4 separate regions of the Mus musculus genome follow, and regions 1, 2 and 4 are each linked to region 3. A link is a contact called in public HiChIP or PLAC-seq and promoter capture Hi-C data. All regions are on one chromosome and are shown on one strand. Each heading gives the region's core, a stretch centred on a gene start, on an enhancer-like site or on the middle of the called end of the contact. The rest is flanking DNA. Distances are from core to core; before and after follow the strand shown.

Region 1 (4,202 bases), core at 289-2,788, 650 kb before region 3:
AAAGGAAGTGGGCCACCCTGCTGGCAGTGAGGACCCATGCGCCTCTCCTCCCTCCCATAGTCCCCTTCCACCCACAGCTTGGCATACAAGGGGACACAGCAGATGGCGCCGGGTGTAACAAGAGCCCCTCCCCCCAAGATCCGATCGCACCGGAACTTCTTCCGCTCCCCAGTTTATTATTAGGACCTGGGCAGATGGCTCCAGCCTGTCACTTACCCTTCTCCTCACATCTCTAAAGGAAAGGGGCACAGAGGCCTCTGATGATCAACCTGATGGAGCTGTTTTGGTTTTTTTGACTTTGGGACAGAGTCTCCTGTAGTCGAGGCTGGCCTCAAACTCAGTATGCTGCCAAGGCTGGCCTTGATCTCCTGATCCTCCTGCCTCCACCTCCAAAGTGCTGGGATTAGAGGCATGTGCTACCATATCCGGTACTTCATGCAGGCTAGGCCAGCACTACCCACTGATACATACCTATCCCACACCCACACACACAACAGAGTTGAAACCCTGCCTACGCTGTGATTACCCCACCCATACCCCACTTCTAGGATCAGGAACCAGCAACCAGCAACCCAGAGGAACATTTTATCATATCAGAACTTGAATGCTACCTGCCCAGAGGCACTTAGGAGTGGGGACATTAGCAGACAAGCCCCAAAGGGTTGTTAGGCCCACTGTGTCCCAGAAACTGCGAGGTCCTATGTGGAATTCCAGGTTCTCCATTCACATTCTTGCCCAGCCTCTAACGGACCTCAGGTACATCTGTGCTGCTCTCTGGAGCCTCAGTTCCCCATCTAGACAGTGGGGAGGGCCACGCCCTCCCCTAATCTGCATAATCCCCTCCCACTTCCGTGGACCAGTAATTCCTGTTGTACACTGGAGAGAATTTAGTAACTGAATTTTAACCTGGGGAATCTAGGTCAGCCAGTTCCATGGGGCTCTATGAATCATACTAGCATGGGGAGAGAAACCATAAACACCAAAACCTCAAGGCTTAGCCAGACCAGAAGATGTCACTGGATCGCGTCCTATCACACCAGACAGGAAGAACTTTTCATGAGACAATTTGAAATGAAATTTCTGGGGACTTATAAATCATGAGAGTTGTGGCAGTGTGAATGTCTAAGTCGATTTGGCATACAAACAAGCGCCTACTGTGTGCTTAGTGTTGTGGGGAACTGAGCTGTGGTTCAGCCACCCTCACGACGTGATCAATTTGTTTTAAAAAGAAAACAAAAGGTGGGCGTGGTGGTGCTGGCCTGAGTGACGCGGGAGGTGGAAACAGGAAGATCATGAGGTCAAGATCTTTGGCTGTAGCTTTACTTCAAGGTCAGTCTGTGCTGTAAGTGAATGGATACGTAATAAATAAATACACAGTCGCTTGAGAGCACATATAGCTCTTTGAGTTTGGGGAGCGTTTATGGTGGCAGTGGCTGGTTCCTGCCTCACCTCTGCTCATCCCCGGCAGGGGGCGCTGTGTGTACCCTAACTTACCACCCACGGCTCCCGCGGCTCCCGGTAGTGGCGGCTCGTGTGTCTAAGTGGCAGCCAGCTCCGCACCCCGCGTTCTCCGCCCTGGAACCCGCGCCTTTGTGACAGCGGCGACTCGCGTTCTCTAAGGACAGCCGAGACAACCGGACCCACGGAGAACCCGCATTTTACCAGAGGGGACAGGGCAACGCATTCCTGGGCTACCCTCAGCTGCCCTGTGTCAAACACCTTGGCCACCTTGGCCACCAAGCCAGCTTCCATTCCCTCCCTCCCTGGGTTACTACTCTCTTTCCTCTCGCTTCACCATTAAATACCTCCTTTCTGTTACACAGTGACCTAAAACGACTTGTTTTCAGAGTTTGGAGATTAAACCTGGGGCAGGTTAGGCAATGACTTTACCCCGGTCCGCCCTTCACCATCTGGAAGTTGCCCTCGGGTCCTGCTGTTTCGGCTGCTCTCCACTGTCTGCCACTGGGTGGGCAGTGGTTAGAAACATGCCTCTCTGGCGAAGGTTTCCCATCGCGGTTCTTCCTGGGTGCAGAACTCGGCCCTCTTGCCAAGAAGAACGAGCCCCACCCCACCCCCACCCCCCCACCCCCGCCACGGCCCCTCGCGTGCGCCCCCAGTGTAGCCTAGAGCAAACAAAGCTGCCAGCGGTAAACAAATGGAACCAGCACACACAGCAAGACAGTCTCCACGGCGGTCAGATACCCAAATCAGCCCATCCTTCCCAGTCAATGCTTGGACTAGGAACGTTAAGAGACTAACTGGTGCCAGGCAGTGGATCTATCGATGCCTTTAATCCCAGCACTCGGAAAGCGGAGACAGGCAGATCTCTGAGTTCAAGGCCAGCCTGGTCTACAGAGTTGAGTTCCAGGACACCCAGAGCTACACAGAGAAACCATGTCTGGGGGCAACAGCGGGGGTGGGGTGCATTATTTCCTGGAGTCTGCCACAGGGGTGGGCTTATAATTACTGGTCGTGGTCTCAAAGGCACCAGAGGAGCTTCCCACAGCCCAAGGTTAGAGAAGAGGAAGGTGCTTTGCTGTCGCTGAAAAGGAAATAGGAGATATGCTGCCTCTGTTGGTTGCTGGCAGCCCTGTTGCAAGCCTAAGGGAGACCAGTGGCTGATGGTCTACAATGTTGGCTAGCTCCTCAGATAGTGACTGCGGGTATAGGGTAAGTATAGGGCACCCCTCCCCGGTCATCGGCCCCTGGGAAAACCTGGAGCTGCAACTTCAGGACTTTTATTAGAAGCCAAAAGAGTGGACTCTGAGTCACAGTTCTGACCCACGGTAGAGTCGTCTCAGAACTTCCCGAGTCTGTTAATTACGAGTCATTCAAACCCAAGCAACTGTCTACATCCTACAAGACCCTTATCTAGCAGTGTGCTTAGTGATAAAGAACATGGGTTAGGCCGGGCAGTGGTGGCGCATGCCTTTAGTCCCAACACTTGGGAGGCAGAGGCAGGTGGATTTCTGAGTTCGAGGCCAGCCTGATCTACAGAGTGAGTTCCAGGACAGCCAGGGCTATACAGAGAAACCATGTCTCGAAAAAACCAAAACCAACCAAACAAACAAAAAACATGGGTTAGGATTATCCCTTCCCAGAACAGTGGATGCAGAATGGCCAGTCAGTCCCCTGAACATGACACCAACCTGGCGGGCTCTGGGGGCCTTAGGAATTGTACAGAGCCTGTCTGAAGGGTAGGTGGGTGCCTTGATCACTTGCCCCCCACCCTGAAAACTACCACCCCTGGAGAATGTTCTCCACTCGCTCTGTGATATACGTGCCTCTCTTCCACACCCCAGTTTGAATTCTTTAAACTGAGTTCACAGGCACTGGGGTCAAGCCAAGGGGAGCTCAGCCTTGGATCCCAGCACTTTAATGTTCAGCGAGGGAACTGAGGTACAGAGGCCATGTCCACACAGGGCCCTCTGCCTGTCATTCTGTGGCGTGCGGTGGTCTCCATCTGCTCTCATTCTGACTGGACAGGAAAAGAAGGCTTGGCTCAGTTTTGTCCAATTAGATCTTCAAGCCAGAAACTTTACTCTGGGCATGAACCCCTCCCACCGCAGGACAGCTCCGGACTGATTGACTAGCTGTTACTGAGTCTAAGTGTTGGGTACTGGAGCTAACTAAAAGACTGTGAAGTCACCTGCTGCTGGTGTGGCCCTTTGTCACTAACCCACAGTATTGCGTTGACTGTTTTTGGGTTGTTTTTGTTGTTGTTGTTGTTGTTTGTTTCTTTTCTTTTCTTTTCTTTTCTTTTCTTTTCTTTTCTTTTCTTTTGAGATGGGGTCTTACTATGTAGCCCTGGCTGTCCTTGAACTTGCTATGGAATACCAGGCTAGCTTTGAACTCACAAGAGATCCACCTGCCTCTGCCTCCAGACTGTTGGGCTTAAAGGCATGCCTCACCAGGCCAGCTAAAGGAGGGGTTTTTTAAAAAAATATTTTTAAAGATTCATTTATTTATTATATGTAAGTACACTGTAGCTGTCTTCAGACACTCCAGAAGAGGGAGTCAGATCTCGTTACAGATGATTGTGAGCCACCATGTGGTTGCTGGGATTTGAACTCTGAACCTTCGGAAGAGCAGTCGGGTGCTCTTACCCACTGAGCCATCTCACCAGCCCTAAAGGAGGGTTTTAAGTGAGCTGCACTATATCTATTAAAGGAAGCAGGCTAGAGTACATTTACTTGATCCTT
Region 2 (4,187 bases), core at 388-2,887, 570 kb before region 3:
AGTCACAAATACCCTGACAAAAAGCTCACAGTTCTAGTCACAGTCCATTGTTATAATGAGGACACCAAGGCAGCCTCATGTCCACAGTCAGGAGCAGAGAGAGAATAACTCATGAGTCCTGTTTGTTTCATCGCTTAGCTAACTTTTTCCTCTCTCACATAGCTGCAGGAGGCCTGCCTAGGGAATGATGCCGCCCACAGTGAGCTGGGTCTTAAGACAATCCCCACAGGTCAACCCAATGTAGCCGGTCCTTCATTGAGACCCTCTTCCCAAGTGATTCTAGGCTGTGTCAAGTTGAAAGCTAAAAGGGACAGGTACACACAACAGGGAGTCAGCCAGAGAGTCCAGAGCTTGGGTCTTGGTAGCTGAAGCCATATCTTGTCTTATACTGTTTGTAACTCATGGCAGGATGTATTGCTGATGTCAGCCCACAGCTTTGAGGTGGTTCATTAGATGGAGGGACTCCTGTTCCTTCTCCCTGGCCTTCCTCACCCTACAGACATGAGGAGGAACTGTCTCACCCTGTCTAGCTGACCCCGAAGTAGGAGAGTTTTGATTTTTTTCCGTGTGCCTGTGCACTGCATGCATGCAACTGTCTGTGGAGGCCAGAAGAGGCCATCAGATGCCTGGTTGTCAGCCACCATGTGGGTGCTGGGAACCAAACTTGGCTCTTCGGGCAGAGCAACAAGTGCTCAAATCGTTGAGGCATCTCTCCAGCCCTGAGAGATAAGTTTTGGATGAAACACAAGAAGGCTGAAGTTCAGGATGGAGCAGGCCATACCTTAGGAACTTTCAGGAGGCTGTTATATCACAACATTTCTGAGGAGTCCTGCCACCATCCAACCTAGCTTGCCACCAGCATGGAGGACAGGGGAGCTGGTAGAAGCCAGTGGATCAGAGACCAATGGGAGGCAGATAATGTTCCTGTGCAGTGCCACACAGTATTGCAGCACCCGTGGAGATGCAGCCTTAAGCTCGAAGGGGGCTGTGCACTAAGCATCTGGAAGGGAGGCTAGCCCACACCTGCAGGTGGTTACAAGGAAACAAGTGTTGCGGATAACCGGCTGAATTAGGCCAGAATTGAAGCTGAAGTCACTGAACTCTAAGGAAACTGGCTTTTAGAGTTTCACACACAGCAGCCATGAAGGGCTGGGGTTCTGAAGAAGCTAAAGTTTGGGTTCCATTACACGGACCCGGGGCTTTTGGGCTGCAGTGGGTCTGAATAGGTGTGCTAGGAAGCCCACTCCTTCCCCTCCACACACACACACACACACACACACACACACACACACACACTGTCTCTTAGTGACTCTCCTGAATTTTCCTTCCCAGCCCAGAGAGAGTGGGTTCAGTCATTCCCCCACCAGCTTATGATACATTTCTTTTGCCCTTACTTTCTTGGGACTGTCTCCATTAGCAGGTAAAAAGTTTCTCTTTAACCTGCTCTTGCATCAGTTGGCCCCCTGAATTCAGCTAGGGAGTTCATCTCCTCCAGTAAACACAGGAGCTTTGGAAGAGAGAGGGAGGAGGAGGTCCTTGGATGAGGCGTTTGAGTGGGGGTGGGGTGGGATTAGCCGGAAGAGAGTTCCAGCCCTGTGCATACTCCCGGGGTCTTTGTCATTTGATAGCCGCTTCAAGTTAGTGCCTCTCAGCACACTAGTGCCTCCGTAGGCCTTTGAGTTTGCAGCAGCAATAAGTTCGAGCAGCTCTGGAAACTCCCGCCACACCACACCCCCAAAGGCAAGGGCCCTCCCCCTGGGCTCTTCAGAGCTGGGGTGTGCCTGAGTCTCTACCCTGGGATGAGAACAGAGCTAAGCAGACTGCTGCCAGGTAACGAGGATGAGGCTTGGGGTGGGGAGGTCAGGGCGCCCCCCTCTTCCTTCCAACCTTAGTTGTATCTCGAGCTGAGGGCAGCTGCGATCTTCTCCCTGCTCTGCACACCCGCCAGCCGCGGGGCCCGGGAGGGAGGAAGGAAGCCCTGGCCACCCTCCATCCTCGTGATTCCCTGCTGCTCTTTTGTCCATTTTGGCTGGCGGGGAGTGGAGGACTAGGCCAGGGGGCACCGTGGGGTGACCAAGGCCCTGGCTGCTTCTTGAACTGTGACTGCCCACCCCGCTCTCCTCCCCGGGGAATTGAGCATTGACAGGCGCATCCTCTCCTGGTGGGTGTTAACCTGGATCCACAGCCATGACTCTGCCACACCCAGCATCTTGTGACTTGTGGAGAAGTAACCCTGTCCCCCTCACACAGGTGGAGAGAGCCAGCCAGCCACTGCAAAGGAGTGCTGCAAACTACCAGCAGGTGAGTGTGAAGCCCTAAGCCCTGTTTTCCATCCCAGAGCCCTACAGCCACCCCAGGGAGACAGCAGGAGGGAAGGAGATACAGCTAGCACCACAAGAGCAGACCCCCAAGGAGTCAGCACACTGGTGCACCCTAGCAAGAAGAAACCCAATTTAGTGGAGCCTTCTTGAAATGATTCGAAGCCCTATCTGTTGGGTTCAGGAGTGCCAAGGAACAAGAATGGTGGGTGGGTGGGTTGGGGCCTGGTTATACTGTAAGACCGAGAAGCAACAGCAACAGCGTGCATTTCTGCTCTTCTGAAGCCCCCACCACTTACCCAGCACCTACTGCCTGCGAGTACCTGATTCTACATGCCTTAGAGGTGGGACACTGCCTCTGTGTCTCTGTATCCTTCTCTGCCCTATGGCATTCAGAATGGCACCTACCTCCCAGGAATGCTGAGGTGATGGGGAGAAGCCTAGCAATCCCCACTCCCACCCCCAAACCTAGCACGGGATCCTTGGGAGCTGCGTTCCTCTCTGCTCAACCTTGCCCCTCTGAAGGCATTTCTGCCTACTGGGCATTTCATCTCAGGTTGGCGGGGACGCTCTGAGCTTTGCAGTGTTTCCTGACTGCCCACCAGCAGCTTGAGGTTTCTTGAGAAAGGCCGTGGTTGAGGATGGCAACTTCTGCCTCCAAGACTCCCCTGGCAGCAAGGCTGGTCAAGGCAGGGTTTTGAAAATCTCTAGGCTAGGTCTTACCCAATTCCAGAGCTGCTGGGCAGCCCACAACCTTCCCGTGGCCATGTTTTGCAAGAAGGAAGAAGCCCGGACTTCTTGTCCAGGCTTTCCCGCCTGTAGCGCATGCCTCCATCCTTCTTTCCCAACTCCCACTCCATCTAGGCCAGTCACAAGTTCTGGCCTACACAGATCTCCAGTCTGGATGCTGTGTCACCATGACTACACCCAAGTCCAGACCTCCATCCTCTTTGGCCCTCCCCATCATGTCCCTGCTATAACTTTTCATTTTTTAAAGATGTATTTATTTTATGTATATGAGTGCTCTGTGTATACCTGCATGGCAGAACAGGGCATCAGATCCCATTACAGATGGTTGTGAGCCACCGTAGGGTTGCTGGGAATTGAACTCAGGACCTCTGGAAGAGCAGTCAGTGCTCTTAGACCTCTGAGCCATCTCTCCAGCCCCCCTGCTATGACTTGACCCTGAGCACTACAGCATTTCACACAAGCTGAGAGCCCTGCTAGACCTCCCCAAACTATTATTATTATTTCTTCTCCTCCTCCTCCTTCTTCTTCTCTTCTTCCTCTTCCTTCTCTCCTTCTTCCTCCTCTTTCCTCCTCGTCCTTCTCTTTCTGTTTTTGGAGATAGGTTTTATCTCTGTAGTCTTGGCTGTCCTGGAACTCACTCTGTAAACCAGGCTGGTCTCAAACTCACAGAGATTGCCTCCCTGTGCCTCCCAAGTACTGAGATCAAAGGTGTGCACCACCACGCCCAGCGTGAGAATTCTTCTTCTTCTTCTTTTTTTTTTTTTTTTTTTTGGTTTTTCGAGACAGGATTTCTCTGTGTAGCCCTGGCTGTCCTGGAACTCACTCTGTAGACCAGGCTGGCCTCGAACTCAGAAATCCACCTGCCTCTGCCTCCTGAGTGCTGGGATTAAAGGCGTGCGCCACCACGCCCGGCCACTCTGTCCTCTTAAGTTCTTGCTGTTAAAGAACCTTCCTCTTCCTGGGACACTTGTCCCCACGAGAGCCTGGCCACTCAACCTGCAAGAGCCTGGCTTCCCATCTTGCTCTGTTCTGAGTGTGGCCTCAGCCCTGTCCTTGAGGTGTTTGTCATCTCCTGTCCCCTTCCCTTTTATTCTCCCTGAACCCAGCCAGCGCAGGGTC
Region 3 (4,631 bases), core at 2,121-4,620:
AGTTCCCATGAGCTCCCCACAGTACAGTGTCTGTTCCCAGACCCCCCAAACAGGGGGTTGGATGCTACAGAGCCAGACTGAGTTCCTGCCACACCCAGGGCCTCCTTCCTGCCTTGTGAAGTACAAATTAACCCAAACGGACAAAGCAAAACCAAACTTTGGCATTTTTCTCTGCGCTTAAAAGGTTTTATAACTGAAAAAAAAAAAAAGGAAGAAGAAAAGAAGAAGAAGAAGAAGAAGAAGAAGAAGAAGAAGAAGAAGAAGAAGAAGAAGAAGAAGAAGAAGAAGAAGAAAGTCAGCTAGGCACAGTGGTGTCTGCATGAGACCCTGGCTCCCAGAGGAGAGAAAGAAAGAGAAGCCCATATACCAAAACAACACAAATGTCTGTCATGATAAATAAGTCAGGTGTAGTCTGCTCGCAGCGTGGAATATTACGCAGCCATAAAAAAGGAAGTATAGAAGATGATTCTGAGGCACAAAAGACCACCTATTATATAAGATGCAACTCACAGGAAACATCCACAGTGCACAAATCCCAGAGAAAGCTGATGTGTGGGTGCCTGCCAAAGGGTGGAGGGAGGGATGCTGGGAACAAGGAGTGATAGTTTATTAGGTAAAGAATTTCCTTCTAATAGGAATGCTCTGAAACCAGACAGCTGGAACAGACATATGACACTGAGTGTCCTAAATGCCACCTGGGGAGGGACTTCACCTTGATTTTGTTTTGTTTTGTTTTTAAAAAGAACCAGAGAATGGAGTTTGGTGGCAGAGGGCTTGCTAGCAAAGTGCACCAGGCAAGCGCTCTATCAACTGAGCCACATCTCCAGTCTGAGACATCTTGGAGAATCAGAGAAAGAGAAACCTCTAACTCCCTCAGCTTCTGAGGAACAAGGTTAGATGTGCTCAGATCAGAGAGAGCAAGCACTGCAGCCTGAGAGCCACCTTGGGACTCTCTTGCCCACGAGTCCAAGGACTCAAACTCAGAGGAGCAACTTGACACAGCGCATGTACAGATTCCCAGGATAGCGGAAAGAAAGCAGCCCTAGCCACTGTCCACAGCCAATCACAAAGTCCCTCTACCCAGTCCCTCAACTTTTCAGCCCATCTCAGAAGCCTTGGCATAACTGACACCTCCTCCAGGGAGCCGCTGGGATTTACTCCCATCAGAACAGATTTCTCCAGAAATAGCACCCCATGGCGTGCTCTCTCTCTCTCTCTCTCTCTCTCTCTCTCTCTCTCTCTCTCTCCCTCTCTCCCTCTCTCCCTCTCTCCCTCTCTCCCAGCACTTGAGGCTCACAGCATTTCTCAGCATCTCCCTCCTGGCATTTGAGGTAGGGACATTCTTATAGGACATTTGGCATTCCCTAGCTCCTGCCCACTAAACACCAAGAGTGCTTAGTCTCATTTTGACAAGCCAAAAGTCACCTCCCACGTGTTTCCAAATGCTCACCAGGAGGGGTGGGACCGTCCTCTAAGAAATACTGCATAGTTATTAGCCCACCAGCAACTGCAGGGAAAGCCAAGCCTGAGTCCTGCTGGGACAGCAGCACCTCTGTCTGTGTCCTCCTACACAGCCTAGCAAACAGGCCTGGGCTACCTACCCCCAGAAAGGCAAGGGAAGCCTGGCAATGTCTGTGTGATCCTGGCTAAGTTAACTAACCTCTCTGAGCCATTCAATACTAGGCACTTTAATCTCCTATTCTCAACTACGGTGACCAAAAACTCCCCACCACAAAGGATTTGGGTTAGCATCAAATGAGATGACCCAGGCAAGATAAAGTTATTTGCCACACATCAAGAACTCAATGAATGTTAATGAGGGGGTGGGAGTGTAAGCTCACTAGTTAAAGGTGGGCTTAGCCTGCTGCTGGCACTGGGTTCTATTCCTGGCATAAATGAAAAATGTAATTACGGTTATCCAAGGTAGGGGCTCATCATATGACGGGGTTTTCTTTTGTTTTTGTGTTTTGTTTTGTTTTGTGGTTTTTCGAGACAGGCTTTCTCTGTGTAGCCCTGGCTGTCCTGGAACTCACTTTGTAGACCAGGGTGGCCTCGAACTCAGAAATGCACCTGCCTCTGCCTCCCGAGTGCTGGGATTAAAAGTGTATGCCACCATGGCCCGGCATATGACATTTTTGATGAAGTGTACAGCAGTAGAGTGTACAAGGAGGGGGATCGGGCAAACTGAAGCTGCTTCTGTACACTGATAGCACGATCTATTCTGAAACCGCAGTTTCTGTGGGTTTGGGAACAGCGGCAGCCCCTGCCACTTCCAAAGAACAAAGGAGCTGTGGGGAGGCAGAGCAATCCTCCTCTAGGTCCTGTGGGGGCAGAGTCAGGAGGAGGAGTAAAAGACATCATTAATGCCCCAGGGCACCTGAAGTTTCTACTCCAGGACTGGGGGAACATCACAGAGGAGGTTGAGGAAGGTAAAAGTTGCATCTAGGGTAATGAATGCGGAGCATGACCCACCCACCCCCAGATCAGGAGGCTGTTTGCCCATGGCACCTGAGATGTCCTCCACCCCCTGCTCCATCCCCCTGCAAAGTGCCACCTCTTCATCTCCAAGTGAGAGCAGCCGGGGAGGAGGCTGACAGAGCTGTGAAAACACCCCGTTTCCCAAACTGGGCATTCAGGGGGTGGGGAGAACCCTGGCATAGCCCCGGTGATAGCGGGGCACCACCACCCCAGGGCTGTGCCAGAGGGAGCCGGCAGGCACTCTTTATGCATCGCGCGCTGCAGCCCAGAGGTAAATTTAGGTCAAAAGGATCAAGTCGGCCTGTGAGGTCGGGGTGATCAGAGGGCAGACTCGGGTCCAAGCCCCTAGGACCAGGGTCCTCCCCGTGCCTGGCAGCCTGCGGAGGTGGGACGCTCCCGCGCGCTCAGGTTCCGCACCTGTCAAGCGCCAGGGGTGGCCTAGGCCATCGCTGGGATCCGGGACCGCCCTGGCCGGCGGACCTTGGTGCGGAACTCCTGGCCGGCTCCTGCCGCCGGACCCCAAGCGCCGCCCGGCTCCGGAGGCCAGGGGGAAAGGGGGCGCAGCCCTCCACGTGGCGGGGCGCGGGGCGGCGCACGTGGGGTCCCCTCGGGGCCCGCCTCTGGGCTGTGTCTGCCGGCTCCCGCGCGCGTCCGGGACCCAAAGACCCACGGGGAGGTTGCGTCCCTCCCCCACCCACCCCCGACTCAGCCCGGCCCGCCTCGGGCCAGCTCACCTGGGCTCCGCGCCGCCGCCTCCCGCGCTCTGCGCCCCCGGCTCGGCTTGGCTCGGCTTGGCTCGGCTCGGCTCGGTCCGGTTCGGCTCTCCACGGGAGGAGCCGCCCGGGCTTCGGCTCGCGCGCGGCGCGGCGGCGCCTCGGGCTCCTTGCTGATTGGCCAAGGACCCGGCGTGGAGCGCGCGTGCCCGCCGCAGCCTCGGCCGCGCGCGCCGGGTCCCGCGGAGACTTAAGTAGCGGCGGGGCGGAGGTGGAGGCGGGAGGGGGGGTGGGGGGAAGGAGGCGACAGGAAGCGAGGCCCGACTCGCGCAGGGGCGAACAGGCCGCAAGTTTGGGAGTGGGTCTCGGTTCCTGCGAGATGCTCCACGCCGCTTTGTCCCTGAGCGTGGAGAAGTTCCCCCAAAGGCGACGGGGGAAAACCCAGGAGCCGTCTGGCGGTTCCCTCCCTGGATTTCGGGGCAACGCCCATTATGGGGAAACCCTTCCGCAGCCACCACCCCTCTGACCACTGCTGCAGGCTCGCCCTAAAATGCATCACTCACTCTGAACAGCCCAGCGAAGTTCTAGGTCTCTCCACAAGACTGACCAAACATTCTTCCCCTTTTTGACGGTTTACTTTGCTGGAGCCTTAAAATATTTAGTCTCCCAGTTGGGTAACAACGGAGAAAAAAAAGGGTATTTCAAGGGCTCGCTCACCCGGTGGCCTTGGATGTGGGGGGCCGGTGAACTCAGACTCGGATGTTCACCAGTGGCTGTCTGCATGCATGTTTCTGCCGGCAGCCAAAGGGTTGAGATGTCAAATTCACTAAGAATTCAAAGCTCTTTGTCAACTGGGTCGATTTTCAGCCCTCAATAAATTATTGCCATATTTCTAGGCTGGGCACTCACAAACAGTCCCCAGGACCGGACAAATAAACTCAATGAGCGTTCTAATGAGATGACCACCTCTGATACTGCTAAGCGCTCTTCCATTTATTTGTTAGTAGTAGCAACTGGAGCGAGACGAAGTGGAATAGTACACAATAGTTAAAAGGACTGTTAGATCTATTTGTACCCCCACAGGAAAAGGAAAACAAAAACATGTAGCGTAAGACAGCAAGCTGCAGGAGACAGTATCATGCACAGTTTGCGTGTCTTTTTAAGCCCCACTCTTGACTGACTTCCTGAGGAGACATGAACAAATGCCTATTCACCCAAAATAGGGCGCCGACAACAGATCAAAAACATCCAAGCCCAGCTTGGTGAACCAATGGGTTTATTGGGCTTACTCATCTCCAGCATGGACAGTGACCTGCCAGAAGGAGTGTCTCCTTCGTTTACCCACCCCTTTATATTCTCTAGCATCTCCCGGGGCCAGGTGCTGTTGGAGGTCTGCACAGGAGGAGAGGCGGGAGCAACTGTAATCTCAGGTGAGGGTCT
Region 4 (4,359 bases), core at 960-3,459, 510 kb before region 3:
ACAACCATCTCTAACTCTGGCTCCAGGGGATCTCATGCCCTCTTCTGGCCTCTGAAGGTACGGGGCACGTATATGGCATACAGATAGATAAGATAATCTCAAAAAAAACCACAACATACAACAACAAGAAACAATATATAGCACAAAGATAACAAACTGAATTCATGGCACAGACTACTGTGAGGAGAGAGGAAATAATGCATCCAGGGCTTTGGCAATTTTGGTTGTTTGCTCTTTGCTTCCTGAAGCAGAGGCTACTTTGGGTCACAGGTGCCTTCCACCATGGTTCCTGCCTTTCCCCAGCTAAGGTGTCACTGAATCTGTTTGTTTGTTTGTTTCTTGTTGTTTTTCTTTGAGACAGGAATTCTCTGTGTAGCCCTGACTGGAACTCACTTTGTAGATCAGGCTGGCCTCACACTCAGAGATTCCCCCACCCCTCCCCAGGATTAAAGAGTGTACCACCTGCACAACCTGGCTTGATTTTTTTTTAATTTATTTATTTATATGAGTTACACTGTAGCTGTCTTCAGACACACCAGAAGAGGGCACCAGATCTCATTACAGATGGCTATGAGCCACCCATGTAGATGCTGGGATTTGAACTCAGGACCTCTGGAAGCGCAGTCAGTGTTCTTAACCACTGAGCCATCTCTCCAGCCCCCTGGGCTGCATCTTAACTGTAATGTTTGGTTTCCTTTTGGGGAAGAGGGGCAATAATCTCAGGCTTCAAACAAAGAATTTTAGCCAAATGCTGACGGGATGTCATAGCATTCTTATTTGTATGAATGAATGGTTTCAAAATTTACAAAAAAAAAAAAACCAAAACAAAAAAACAAGCTCTAGAGATGGGAGGCAGGCTGGGAGGCCCACACCTGGGAATCTCAGCAACTGGGAGGCAGAGTCAGGAAGATGTCAGGTTACAGGCCAGTCTGGGTCACTTAGCAAACCTGTCAGGAACAAAGTTAGGAAAGAAGGCGAAGGCAGGAGACTGGAATGGTTCTAGAACAGGCTGGGGAGATGGCTCAGGAGTTAAAAGCACATACTGCTTGTATACAGGACCTAACTTCTGTTCCCAGGACCCAAGTCAGCCAGCTCTCAAACAAACTCCAGCTCCCCACTTCGGTTCTCCAAGGGCGCCAATATATATCCACCCCATCCTCACAAACATATACAAATATGCACACACAATTTAAAATACTTTTTTAAGATTTAGAAAAAATTCCCCCCGAAAGTGGTATAACGCTCTGGAAAGGCACGAAGGGAAAGGGGAGTTTTATTGATAAATGAAAAATGCTTTCTTAGTCCGAAAGACAAATTAGCTCCTCCTTGACTAGGTCCTCTCTAGCCATGGACAACTGCGCGTACTCACTAAAAGAACGCCATACTCCCTTCACTGGGATGGGTAAAAGGGAGAGAGCAATTAAGTCCACTACCTCATGTGTTTAAATTTACAACCACGAATTGTTGCCAAAGCTTCAAATTCCGAGCGGTAAGTAGATACGGATGAAACAGGTGTGTTTAATAACTCCATTTAGCTGGTAAAAAATGTCTAAAACGCACTTAATCACCCTGAAAATATCTGCTGGGCTCTCAGTAATCTAGACACAACTGGGATGCCCATGTCCGTGTGTCTGCGTGGAGAGGACGAAGATCCACTTAGCACTCTTTCTTCTACCAGTACTGCCTTCAACTCATTCTGTAGGTTTCTATCTAGTACCCCACTGCAGCCGTCTGCAATGATGCGGAAAAGGGAGTAACTGAGCCCCGCCCTCCGCATTTGTGTGCCAGAGATCCGATCTCCCCCTGAGGGTAACGACAGGGAGGCTGAGAAGGGGGTAACTTTGAGCTGGTGTACCCGCTCCAGGGGGGTCACCCCTTTGTACCCACCGTCCGTGACCGGGGTAGGCCTGGGGCCAGAGCGCTCCGGTGCCCTGGGAGTTCCCGGGGTCCTAGGCGACAGGGAGGGCTGCAGAGTGGTGGGGGTGGCCTTGGTGGAATTGAGATCCTCCTTCGTCACTGCTGGGGTGGCCGCAGCCGGGATGGCAATGACCTGGGTGCTCGAAGAGGTGTAGCAGTTTAGGAGCACCAGCAGGAGCGGCGGGAGACCCCGCGACCCCATGGCCTAGCAGAGTAGCCCGCGCCGGGGAGCTAGGCCCGTCTGTTGCCCGGGCAACAGTCACAGCCTAGCGCTAGGTATCACGGGAAAGGGCTCGCGAGGCCAAACTGGTCTGCGGAAGAAGGTGGGGCCTGAAGTCAGACCCGCGAATGGGGCGGGAGCTGGGCGAGGCTATAGGCGGGGCCTGGGCGGAATCGGAGAGGAGGGGCGGGGCCGGTGGGGGCGGGGTATGAGACAGCTCTTTCTAAGGAGCCCTCAGAAAATCGGAAGATGTAAACTTCTGTTGTGACACTTTGGGTGCTGCGTGGTTGTTTTTTTTTTTTTTTTTAAAAATGTAGATTCCCAGCTATAGCCTCACAGAATTCGGAGTCAGTCAAGACTAGGGCAGAGCCTAGAAGAGAGTATTTCTAATAAAAGACCCGCAGCGCATGTTTAGAAGTGACTTGGTTCCTTTAAGTTACATTGAATTTCTTACCCCATGTAACACTTTCTTTACTTTCTTTGCCTTTGGATACATCGCAGGAGGTCGCCAGAGCACTTCTGTCCACGGATTTATTTATGATAAGAGAAACAAAAGAATTCTTAACTTTTTGGTTCTTTTAGACGGGATCTCTCTGTGCCTGACTAATCTCGAACCCAAGGCAGCCCTATGTCAGTGCCTCATGCCAGGCATGCACCACCGCATCCAACCTCCATATCTGCCTTTATGATTATATCATTTGGAATGTTCTTCTCATCGTGTGTGTGTGTGTGTGTGTGTGTGTGTGTGTGTGTGTGTGTGTGTGTTTACTGGTAGGGGGAGGATGGGGGAGGAATTTGAGACAGGGTTTCTCTCTGTAGACCTGACTGTCCCAGAATGCACTCTGTGGACCAGTCTGGCCTCGAACTCGGAGAACCACCTGCCTCTGTCTCTCAGGTATTTTTTAAGGGTTAGTTATGTTTTGTTTTGTTTTGTTTTTTGTATATGGTGTTGTGTCTGTATGTATGTACACCAGCAGAGGGCATCAGATCCCATGAGACAGTCATAGACATGACATGAGCCACCAAGTGGTTGCTGGGAATTGAACTCAGGACCTCTGGAAGAGCAGCCCAAGCTCTTAACCGCTGAGCCATCTCTCCAGCCCTTCCTTAAGTCTTACAGCCCTGTGCTTCAAATCATTCTGTGAAAAGTTCTCAAAATCCTTTTATCCAGTCTCAAGCCTCAATGTAATTTTCTGACATTTGACTTCAAGGTGTAGACTGTTATCTGCTCATACATTTCGAAAGCCTTAGGGGACAGTGGGGACTCATTTGTTAGTTTCTTTCTTTCTTTCTTTCCATCATAATTCACTGAGTCCATCTAGGGGCTAGAGAGATGACTCAGCCATTAGGAGCCCTTGCTGCTTGGAGAAGACCAGGGTTTAGTTCTCAGCACCAGCATGGTGGCTTCTCACCTGTGTTACTCCAGCTCTAAAGGATATAAACCGGTCCTCTGGTCCCTGGGGGCACCTGCATGAGTGTGTGCACCCAAATAAAAGCACACATCTAAATGTGACGCTTCCATTATTCAAAACTGAATATATGAATATAAGCAATATAGTAGTCACCTATGCTGGAGTTTCTTCCCAGTCAACATTTTTGTTGGCAACAAGTAACAAGTTTACTGGGTGTAGAATTTGGTTTGGTTTTAGTTTTCAGTGGTTTTTAAAGATTGATTTATTATTATATGTAAGTACACTGTAGCTGTCTTCAGATGCTCCAGTAGAGGGCATCAGATCTCATTATGGGTGGTTGTGAGCCACCATGTGGTTGGTGGGATTTGAACACAGGACTTTTGGAAGAGCAGTCAGTGCTCCTACTGGCTGAGCCATCTCGCCAGCCCCTCAGTGGTTTTTAATGAAAGCCGTTCTAACAGGTATACTAGACTTTAAGTAGACCTGTATTTGCATTTCTCTTGGATACCCTTCCTAGAAGTACATTCTATGGTCTTGTGTGTAAGTTTATAAGAAACCGCCCAACCTTTCTCCAGAGCCACTCCCCAGTGTTCTTTCCCCACCAATAGAGTCTGACAACTCCAGTTTTGGATGCTCTTGAAACACTGGGAGGTTAGGCATGATCAACTCCACTTCCATTTTTGTTTGTGGCTAACTTGACAGGCTTGCGGTGGTGTCTCCTTGTCAGGTAAATTTGTTTGTTTGTTTGTTTGTTTGTTTGTTTCAAGTCAGGGTGTCTCCTGTAGCCCAAGCTGGCTTCAAACTCACTAT

What was found. HiChIP or PLAC-seq counts read pairs in DNA pulled down with a chosen protein or histone mark. Capture Hi-C pulls out chosen DNA fragments and counts their contacts.
Region 1: a promoter capture Hi-C map of liver shows a contact between it and region 3, with 2.5 times the contacts expected there. The contact joins the promoter of Ccdc63 here to the promoter of Camkk2 in region 3. A contact is called at or near these places in 4 of 39 promoter capture datasets (the C10 cell line, hippocampal neurons, liver and 1 more), 1 of 484 Hi-C or Micro-C datasets (the G1E-ER4 cell line), 4 of 115 datasets of contacts at active chromatin or transcription factors (extraembryonic endoderm stem cells, large pre-B cells, microglia and 1 more) and 1 of 9 other capture datasets (liver).
Region 2: a contact with region 3 is called in an H3K4me3 HiChIP or PLAC-seq map of craniofacial prominence, with 4 times the contacts expected there. The contact joins the promoter of Hvcn1 here to the promoter of Camkk2 in region 3. A contact is called at or near these places in 3 of 115 datasets of contacts at active chromatin or transcription factors (the 230-238 cell line, bone marrow-derived macrophages and craniofacial prominence).
Region 4: a contact with region 3 is called in an H3K27ac HiChIP or PLAC-seq map of the NIH/3T3 cell line, with 3 times the contacts expected there. The contact joins the promoter of Tctn1 here to the promoter of Camkk2 in region 3. A contact is called at or near these places in 1 of 39 promoter capture datasets (pre-B cells), 1 of 484 Hi-C or Micro-C datasets (olfactory sensory neurons), 6 of 115 datasets of contacts at active chromatin or transcription factors (the NIH/3T3 cell line, bone marrow-derived macrophages, embryonic forebrain and 3 more) and 1 of 9 other capture datasets (liver).

What each region holds. Positions count from the first base shown.
Region 1 is chr5:122,130,427-122,134,628 of GRCm38.p6, forward strand. Ccdc63 (coiled-coil domain containing 63) reads right to left here and starts at 1,539. Exons shown (of 12, transcript NM_001384199.1): 1 at 1,495-1,539.
Region 2 is chr5:122,208,092-122,212,278 of GRCm38.p6, forward strand. It overlaps Hvcn1 (hydrogen voltage-gated channel 1), which reads left to right and starts at 1,638. Exons shown (of 8, transcript NM_001042489.2): 1 at 1,638-1,830; 2 at 2,251-2,301.
Region 3 is chr5:122,776,040-122,780,670 of GRCm38.p6, forward strand. Camkk2 (calcium/calmodulin-dependent protein kinase kinase 2, beta) reads right to left here and starts at 3,371. Exons shown (of 17, transcript NM_001199676.1): 1 at 3,213-3,371.
Region 4 is chr5:122,262,251-122,266,609 of GRCm38.p6, forward strand. It overlaps Tctn1 (tectonic family member 1), which reads right to left and starts at 2,210. Exons shown (of 14, transcript NM_001039153.3): 1 at 1,888-2,210. The coding sequence starts at 2,119.